Regions from separate parts of the Gossypium hirsutum genome. Here region 2 is linked to region 1. A link is a contact called in public Hi-C data. All regions are on one chromosome and are shown on one strand. Each heading gives the region's core, a stretch centred on a gene start, on an enhancer-like site or on the middle of the called end of the contact. The rest is flanking DNA. Distances are from core to core; before and after follow the strand shown. Region 1 holds the start of LOC107943394 (plastidic ATP/ADP-transporter). Region 2 holds the start of LOC107952407 (pleiotropic drug resistance protein 1).

The links. Hi-C and Micro-C count contacts between places; a contact is called where the count stands out from the background.
Region 2: a Hi-C map of leaf shows a contact between it and region 1, with 1.4 times the contacts expected there. The contact joins the promoter of LOC107952407 here to the promoter of LOC107943394 in region 1. A contact is called at or near these places in 3 of 34 Hi-C or Micro-C datasets (callus and leaf).

Annotation. Positions count from the first base shown.
Region 1 is chrA02:89,648,604-89,653,774 of Gossypium_hirsutum_v2.1, reverse strand. LOC107943394 (plastidic ATP/ADP-transporter) reads right to left here and starts at 2,488. Exons shown (of 6, transcript XM_041086564.1): 1 at 1,504-2,488; 2 at 1,290-1,501; 3 at 944-1,198; 4 at 494-637; 5 at 74-421. The coding sequence starts at 2,047.
Region 2 is chrA02:89,803,047-89,808,184 of Gossypium_hirsutum_v2.1, reverse strand. It overlaps LOC107952407 (pleiotropic drug resistance protein 1), which reads right to left and starts at 3,306. Exons shown (of 24, transcript XM_041086583.1): 1 at 2,905-3,306; 2 at 2,539-2,677. The coding sequence starts at 3,242.

The sequences.
Region 1 (5,171 bases), core at 1,239-3,738:
ACATAGTTACAAGTAAATCATCAGTTCTTTAAAATAATGTGGAAAGTCTGATTTGCGAGTAAAGATTCCGAACCTTGGTATCCTCGTCCAGCGGAATATATGCCATTTCTTTGCACGGATCAAACAAACTGTACTTTGCACTTTTGCTGAAAATGTTTTGCATGGCACCAACATAAACGGCTGCAAGAAGTGGAGTCATACCGAACTTTGCAAGTGTAAGTCCAAGTGGATCACCAAATAATATCAAGGAAAAGAAACCGACTCCAGTTAGAAGCAGGACAGTGGGTGTAATCTGGGCTGCAGCACCCCATCCATATTTGTCGAATATAAATTGACTTAGTAGCATCATAGTAAACGTCGCTATCCCAGTAGCAGTTGAGAAGTCACCCATGAAGGAGGAGTACTCATTCGGACTTGGAAACTACAATATGGACAGAGAATCATCATTTACTAAGCTTTCAGATTAACAATCGTAAACCATATAATTTTTTACCTGAGCTTTGAGCTTCGATTTCCAGGTAACTTCGACAAGGTTGATGCTAATACCATATGCAACCACTAAAGTAGCAAGATCCCGAATGTACTTGGAAGACACCAAGAATTTCAAGCTCTCCATTGTTCCCATTTTAGGCTTTTCCTACAAAAAGATTGACAATAAAAGAAACACAGGCTCATATACATGTTTCGACCTCACAACTTCACTCTAATGCATACAATACTAAAATAAGTTGCAAACATCTTTCAGCATCTTAGAAGAGCTATTCAGGCAGTCAAAAGCAATTCCAGCCTGTCTGCCAGGCATGTTTTGAAAAAGGGGTAATTGTTATTAAGGTCCATCACGAATACAAACCAAGCAGTTAAATGACCAAATTTAATAGCAATCAAAAGACACTTTAATGCTCATAATGTTGAGCAAATGATGAAAAGGCAGACATGGAATTACCTTCTTCTTCATACTACGTGTGGGAAGAGGAACAAACTTATTCACCCACCAGTAAAGGAAACAGATGGCCAGCCCCATTAATACCACAATGCTCATCATTCCCTTCAAGGAGATGGCCCAACCATCAACTCCGGGACCCAAATTTTTCCTCAAATTAGAAAAGTACTTAACAGTTCGACCTGAGAAAATAAGGGCAATATTGGCTCCAAGTCCGAACAGAGGATAGAATCTTTTTGCTTCATCTACAGTCGTTATCTGCACAAGAAAAATCACAGTAGGTAAATGAAGATATAGGAAACTTCAGCTGAGAAAATCTCATGTATATACAAAGATGCAGATAAATGACCTGATTGGCAAACCCCCAAAAGAGAACAGAAATAACCACGCTGCCCCAAAGTTCAGCCATGACATAGAACAAACAGAAACTCCAAATCCTCAAAATTGCAAGAGGACCCAGAAATCTAGGTCCAACCACTGCAAGAAGCTTATCAGCAAGTGCTTCAGGGTGGATGTAATTGCTGAGAGGATACAACATGAACCCAAATGCACCAAAAAGGCTATAAAAGGAACAATGACAGTGTAGAAAAGGGCCTTCTTTGGCAACACATTAGCCAGCTTTGTGTATAACAACATGAACCCAATAGCCATAGGCAAATTAACCCATGTCTTTAAAAATGGTATAATTTCAGCACTGCTTCCTTTAGCTGTCACAACCAATACATCCTTTGTATCCCTAAGGATTGTATAATTGAAAAGGATACAAAAGAACATTAAGCCAAGTGGGATAATTTTCTTAAGAGTCACAAGCTCAATACCCAAGAACTTAGGTTTCTGAGTTTCACCAAACAAAGGCTGGTCATCAGTTGCAGCAGCAGCCTCAGCCTTGCGAATGAAGTTCTTCCCTTTTGGGGACAACCCATTTGGCTTGGCAACAAAGCTTGGAACTTCCTTATAAGATAGAGATAAATCACTAAGGCCTAAGGGTTTTGAAGCAAAAAGCCTCTGCTTCAAGCCTTGTGATGGGTTCAAAAGGCTTCTGACTCTCACTCTGGTTGGGTTTGGTGGCAATGAGAGAAGACATCTGGTTTGTAAAACAGCTTCCATGTCTCTCTTAAGGTTCTCTTTTCAAAGAACTGGGAAATGAAATCCCCAGAGGATAAGCCCTGAAATCTTTTAGAACCAAAGAGAGACACGGGGGAAAGGTAAAGAGAGGAAGGGAGATAGATAGAGAGATAAGGTGGCTGGCAAGAGAAGACTGTGTTCTCAGAGAAACAAATGGGTAATTAAAAAAGAAAAAGAAAATATCAAACTAAATCCTAAGAAAGCAATTTCTTTCTGAGTGAAAAAGAATTTGAAATGGGTATAAGGAGTGGCAGTGGCATGGCGGTTAAATAAGAGGACAAATTTTGCAGATTAGGAGAGGACAGAAACTTAAAAAGTAGGAAATTGAAAATCCCATCCAGTCCTCACAACACATCAAACAAGTTGCAATTTTTTTTTGAATAAAAATATCAAAACTGGGGATTCCAGATATTTTCCACTTTTTTTTCATTGTTCCAACGTTTTTCTTTTTGTTTTTGGGTGGTGGGGTGGTCCTGTTCTCTTTTCAACGTCCCAAAGAAAAAGGTCATCGGCTTTTCACCAAAATCATACCTCTAATTCTCCTCAAATTTACTATTTCCACCTTATATTTCTACATTTTAATCATCCACTCTTTCCATTTAGGAAAAGCTTTCATTAATTTATATTTAATATCACTAAACTTTTAATAAGTTTATGATCAATCAATTTTAAAAAATTACAAAATAATTATTTAATTATTCGAAAATTTTTATTTGAGTCATTGAACTGTCAAAATTGTTGTTGTATGACATTTTTTATCTATACTACTTGCACCAATCGAAAGTTCTTTTTCTCATATTCACAGTTAAGCTTTTCATGAAACAACTTTGAATATTATGAATCTGCAAACCAAATTTTAAATAACTTTCTTCTCTGATCTCTAACATTTATCGTCAGATTGATTTAGATTTAAAGTATGTTCTTTTACTCCTCGATGGATATTGATGTACTCTATCAATCGTCGAATCATTACTTGGAGTTCGCTAGTCAGATTTTTTTATAAGAAAACTTTAATAGCCTAGTGACTTAAATAAAAATGTTTGAATAGTTCAACGAATTAAATGAAAATTTTTAACTAGTTAAGTGATTATTTTATAATTTTTTAATATTAAATGACCAAACATAAATTTATTAATAACTTAATAATATTGAGTGTAATTTTTCTTAAATTAAATTATATTATTTTACATGAAAATATTTGGGGCAAGATTTAGTTGATTTACGTACCACAACTTAGTCTGATATTTTAATTATTTTATTAAAAAAATGTGATATTTTTAAAAAAAAAATTGTAGGAAAAAGCAATAACTTTCACTCTCGTGAGAATCTTACAACCCTTAATTCAAAATAATAATAATAATAATAATAATAATAATAATAATAATAAACTCAATACTCAACATTTTCATTTATTTATTTAGTATAGATAATGTGAGCAATTTTTTTTTTATTTTAAAAATGATACATAGACCAATCCAGTAAAAAAGAAAATTAATGGTTACACTTCAATTAATAAGTAATGAACTAAAATCTTGGAATTCAAAATAAAGGGATAAAAAATTAAATATGAGAAGAGTATCTAAATACTTTTTATTATTTATGAAATTTACCACATTTGTAAGTATCAATTTTAATTTTACTAAAATATTTAGTAAATGATAAGTAGATTTATCATATATATATATATAAATAAAAAATTTTATTTTATTAAATGAATTTATATAATAATAAAATTATTAAATTTTATATTGAATTACTTTATATTTAAATTATTATATTTTCATTAATCAAAAAGTTCAAAAGGAATTCATTAGTCATTTAAAATTAAATCCTTCCTATTTTGATGACCCAATATATATATTTTGTTACTTTGGTCATTGCGATTAAAGAAATTGATCAAATTGATCACTCAATCATTAAATCCATCTCCTACACCATTAAATTCATTTTTTTTAATTTTTAAATTTTTTTCCTTATTTGGTTTATAGGTTAAAAATGCCCTTAGAAAAAAAATCAATTGAATCCCTACATTAAATTTGCATCCAATTTAGCATTTGATAGTAACAAAAACAAATCAATTAAATCCTTCCGTTAACAGTTTTCATCTTTGAGTATGTTGGTTGTTAAAATTAATTATTTAACCAATCAAATAGTGACACATACCATCTTCTAGTTTAATTTTATATTTTCTCATAAAAATAATAAAAATTTATAAATATTACCAAATATATATAACTATTAAACTATAAAATTTTCATAAAATTAAAAAAAATTATAAAAAATCATAAAAATTATAAAATTGATGTAAAGTTATAAAGATGATAAAAAAATAATAAGTTGTAATGAATTATTGTAGCACCCCAAACCCGGCCCAGACGTTATGGCCGGATCCGACATGCCACATCAAAAACGTAAAAAAAAAATTCCATTCTAAGTCCAGAAAATCGTACTTGATGTTCAAAAGATTAATTCATTAAGGTTTAAGGTGAATGGAAGCTGTGCACCAGGTAGGAAACCGGAAAAGAGGTGGTGAGTCCATCGGATTGCTTAAGTACCAAGCTCCCTTCGGATCCAATCCTAGACATGCATACCGCCATTGCCACACCTTAACGTCATGGATATTTCTAGGAAACCGATTTGATTAAGTCATTTTTAGGAAAAGTGATTAATTTTGGAAAATATTTTCATTGCGGAAGCTTTGCTTGTTGTCGTGTTATTTTGAAATCAACTGTTGTTTTTGAAAACGCGCCCTAAAGCTATCCAATTTCAATAGTTAAAATAAGTAATACCTATCTTAGTAATACATATTAAAACCATTAAAAATAATTAAGCGGCCTTATTATATTTAAAAACCCAAAACTTCAAACGTAAATAAAAGGATGTCCAGTTCACCAGAAGAAAATCAAACTTTCAGAACGGGTGGTCACTCCGAATTCCCTCACAGCTCCAAGCCCACTATGGTTGGGGATTTCCTGCGTGGATGAAAATAAAAAAGGTGAGTTTGGGGAAACTCAGTGTGTAAGGAAAACCCATTCAAAACCCAAGTCAGCTCAAGCCTATTGGGCCTAAGCCCATTCAGGTAACAGTGGTACTAGACCAGAGCCCT
Region 2 (5,138 bases), core at 2,057-4,556, 150 kb before region 1:
ATAGGACTGTACTGAACATGGCCAGGTGCCTCTTGTTTCAAGGCAAGCTTCCAAGTCAGTTTTGGGCTGAGGCAGTCAACACCTCAGTGTATCTGCTCAACAGGCTGCCAACTAGAGCAGTCAAGGATAAGACTCCTTTTGAGGCTTGGCATGGAGTCAAACATGTGGTAACACACTTAAAAGTGTTTGGCTGTGTATGTTATGCACTTATTCCAGTAGAGAAAAGGACCAAGCTTGAGAGCAGAGCAACTCCAGGAATTTTTGTTGGCTACAGCAGCAACAAGAAGGGCTATAGAGTGTATGATCCTACAACAAAGAAGGTTTTAGTCAGCAGGGATGTTAAGTTTGATGAGGAAAAGGTGTGGAATTGGAATAGTGTTGTGGCTGACTTGTCTGAATTGGACCAGTTAGACTTGGTTGCTGAACCTGCAGAAGAAGGACCAAGTAATGATGCTGTCGATGATATACCAGTGAGGGGCACCAGAACTTTGGTTGATGTTTATCAGAGGTGCAATGTTGCTGTGATTGAGCCCTCAGACTTTGAAGAGGCTGCTAAAAATAGAAGCTGGATGAAAGCTATGGAAGCTGAGTTGGAAATGATCAACAAAAATCAGACTTGGGAGTTGGTGAGCAGACCAGAACACAAGAGGGTCATAGGAGTTAAATGGGTATATCGGGCCAAGTACAATGCTGATGGCTCACTGAACAAGCACAAGGCCAGGCTTGTGGTGAAAGGCTACAGTTAGCAGTATGGTGTTGACTACCTAGAAACTTTTGCTCCAGTGGCAAGACTGGATACAATTAAGCTGCTGTTTGCTTTAGCAGCTCAGAAGCAGTGGAGAGTTCACCAATTGGATGTCAAATCAGCATTCCTAAATGGTTTTTTCAAGGAGGAGATCTTCATCGAGCAACCTGAAGGTTTTGAAGTTGTTGGACATGAAGACAAAGTGTATAAGTTGAGAAAGGCCCTCTATGGCCTGAAACAGGCACCAAGGGCCTGGTATGATAGAGTTGATGCCTACCTGACCAAACTTGGATTTGTAAAGAGCCTTAGTGAGCCTACTCTATATGTTAAAAGGTCAGAACATGAAACCTTGCTGATAGTCTCCTTGTATGTGGATGATTTGCTTGTGACAGGGAGCAAAATCGAGCTCATTGATCAGTTCAAGGTCCAAATGCAGCAAGTGTTTGAGATGACAGATTTGGGGATCATGACTTACTTCCTTGGCATGGAAGTGCACCAATCTGATCGAGGTATCTTCATCAGCCAACACTCATTTGCTTTGAAGATCCTAGACAAATTTTGCATGCATAACTGTAAAGCAGTCAGCACACCTGTGGCTCAAGGAGAAAAGCTGACTAGCAGTGGTGATCAGCAGAGGGTTGATGAGAGGCACTATCGAAGCCTAGTTGGTTGTCTGTTGTATCTAACAGCAACCAGGCCAGATATCATGTTTGGTGTCAGCCTGTTATCGAGATTTATGCATTGTTGCAATGAGGCACATTTGAAGGCAGCAAAGAGGATCCTTAGATACATCAAGGGCACTGCTAGTTTTGGTGTAATGTTTGAAAGTCAGAACCAACTGAAACTAGAAGGCTACTCTGACAGCGACTGGGCAGGATCTCTCGATGACATGAAGAGTACCTCTGGATACTTCTTCACACTTGGATCGGGCATGTTTTGCTGGAGTTCTAAGAAGCAACAAACTGTTGCTCAGTCCACAGCTGAAGCAGAGTACATTGCTGCAGCAGGAGCAGTTAATCAGGCCATTTGGCTAAGAAAGCTGCTTTATGACCTTAATGAAACTCAAGATGAAGCAACTGAAATCTGGGTGGACAATCAGTCTGCAGTTGCAATAGCCAAGAACCCTGTGTTCCATGGCAAGACTAAGCATTTTAAGATCAAATTGCATTTTGTTAGAGAGGCTGAACAAGCAAAGGAAGTCAGCCTTGTGCATTGCAGCTCAGGAGCACAATTGGCTGACATAATGACCAAGCCCTTAGGGGCTGCTCGATTTGAATCTTTGAGAAGTGCAATTGGAATGTGTTGCATACAGTCCAAGGAGGAGTGTTGAAAGCTGGACTGCAATGCAACATGGAGCCAAAAGCTTGCTACTGTCGAGACCAGCAGCTATCGAGCTCAGCTCATTTTGCTTGGTGCGCACGAATGGTTTTTGAACCGAATGAAGCAACCAACTTTGCTGCTTTGTTTTGATGTAATTTGGTTCAGTTCAACTTTAGTTTGTTTGTAATGCTAGTTAAACTTAAGTTAGTGACAAGACCTTTTGATGTAATGGCTGATTGGTCAGCTATGTTTGATTATTTTTGGCTAGTGATTAGGTTTGTATTAGTTGGGGCAGTTAAATACATTAGGTAACTGTCAATGTACAATGTAACTCTTTTATATATTTCAAGTTGAATGAAAAATGATGAATGTTCAGTCACAACATTGCTGAGTATTTTGATTTTTGACCAAAATTTTTGCTTTGCTTTGCCTCGATTCTTCTTGCTTCAGTCTTGCAAACACTGAGCTGCAACTTTGTTTTGATGTTTGCTGCTGCCATTGTTCCAACAAAAATTAATAACTGTAGGCAAAGCATCGCTTCCTACGTAAGCTTGAGCTTCAATATTTAGACGTTGGAATCTGACTTCAATTGTGGGAAGATCGATGCCAACCCTGAGGATTTCCAATGCAAAAACAGACATTATGTTTGGTTCAAAATTTTCACTGTTCGGGAACTATTGAATGAATCTTCAGCTACAACTTTTTCTTTTACAAATCATTTTTTTTCTGAAATAATCTTTTACAGTCTCTCTTATGACTCTATTTGTTACTCTATTCCATTCAATAGGCATAGTGTGAGTTTGTCTCCTGCAAACATTAAAAACACAAAAATTCCATACCTATCGATACGATTCTTGAGCTTGAATAAAAACTTGTCATTATCTTCCTCAGCAACTTTGATCAACCTCTCAAGCAAAGCCTTCCTTTCTTGCCATCCAATATCTAGAACATCGATTTCATTGGCATCACCTTGAGAGCTGGCCAATATACCTTTCCTTAGACGAGCAACAGTGGGTAGTTTCTCAAGTGCAGCCCACTTTAAAGCTTCTTCATCGTCTTCATCTCGAGAAGATCTCGAGAAAACTTGGACGCCATTGTTCCTCCATATGGAAGAAATACCAGAGCCTATACTTCTCTTTAAACTACTACTCGCTTCATAAATATTAACGCCCTCCATTACCCAAAACAATATCAATACTTGATCCTTCCCAATGAAAGAAGGAAAAGAAATGAGAATGAAGTTAAAAGGGAGAGCCTGTTGCAACAAAACTAATGTTTGGCATATATATAAGGAGTAAGGGCAATGGCAATGCATGGTTGCTGGCCGCCCTTCTTTCTCTTTCATATGTCAAACTTCAAAATTTTCCACCTTTGTTTTGCATGGATTGAGTTATGGAATATTATTTGTCTTTTACTTTTCCTCTTTTACTGTTAATCTCAACATATTTAAATCACCAACATCTTGAAACCATGCTTATATTCACCAAACATACTTTAACCGTTGATAGGGTGTCGAAAGTTAACGTGTTTAAAATTTAGCAATGGATTTCCAAATTGATTTATAACCATATTTTAAGAATATCCTAATCCATTGATTTATAACCATAAACGAAGCAAATGCACAAAATGGATGATCTTGTAATATGCTTAGATGACATAATTGCTGAGCTATGGATACTTTAATGGAAAGAAGAAAAAATCTATTGAGTGTTTTTAACGTATTTAAGTACCAGCTACTATTAATTTTTTTCAATAATTTATTTTAAGGTAAATTTCACTTTACCTAAATGATAACATTTTTGTTGTGCTTTTGCATAATAACATAAACCAATAAATAATATTATGGATTAAAATTAGAAGCAAGTAAAATAAACATTACTAATAAATTCTATTAATTCTAACTTTAAAATAATAGAAATTTGAATCTAAAGAGTTGAAATAAACATTACAAAATATTTAATATTAGCAAAAAATAAAAAAGATAAGAAATAACAAATTATTAAAAAGATCACCAATGATGTCATTCTAGGACTAAAGTAATAATAATAATAATAATAATAACACACCTTGAAGAACAAGGAATGAGAGTAGTAAGAAAGACTGGGAATTGACTTCTTTTTTTCATTACATACAATTTAATAAGAGGAAGGTTCAAAGGGACTTCCTTTCATTGACACGTGGGGCATCATATTATGCTGCTTTTCTTTACATTCATTAAAATTCAAATTTAATCTTAAATTTGTCTTTATAGTTTATATTATTAACTTTTTAAATTGATAGAAATTTGTGAATGGAGTCTGAAGAGCGAGAGAAAATTGGAGAAGGGAGAAGAGATAGTCGACTATCAAGAATTGAAATAATCAATAATCAAGAAGGCAATGCAGATGTGGCCATGGACGCTGTTTCGGCTCCAGACAGACCTAGGTCCTGGAAAGATCGCCTCATGGGTACAGGCTTAAGAGGTGACGAAAAAGCAGAACCATCATCTAAAGAAGAAGACGATGATGACCTAGATATTCTTGACGGAGATATTGTCAGATCCTCGGTCAACGGTATACCGGCTTTCTTTGACCGGATTAACCAAATACTCATAAAAGATATGGAACATACCGTGGTTATAAAGTTATTAGGTAGAAACATCGGATACGCAACTCTACAAACAAGATCCATTCTTTATGGCGCCCGAGTCAACCGTTTTGTTTAATGGACATCGAAAACGGCTACTACTTAGCCAAGTTCCAGAATCCAGCCGATTGTGAAAAGGTATTAAGTCAAGGGCCATGGGTAGTATATGGCCAATACTTAACTGTTCATATGGATTTCAGTCCTTCGCAGCCCTACCCGAATATGGTCATGGCTTGGATAAGGCTACCCGATTTGCCTGGGCACATTTACAAAAGGAAAATACTCTGAGAAATAGGGGGAATAATAGGAAGGGTTGCAAAATTGGATTTTAATACTGATAACGGCGTTCGGGGAAGGTTTGCAAGAATGGCGGTCTATGTGAATCTTGGGAAGGCTCTCATATCTCATGTTTTTATCAATGGATTACTGCAAAAAGTCAAGTATGAAT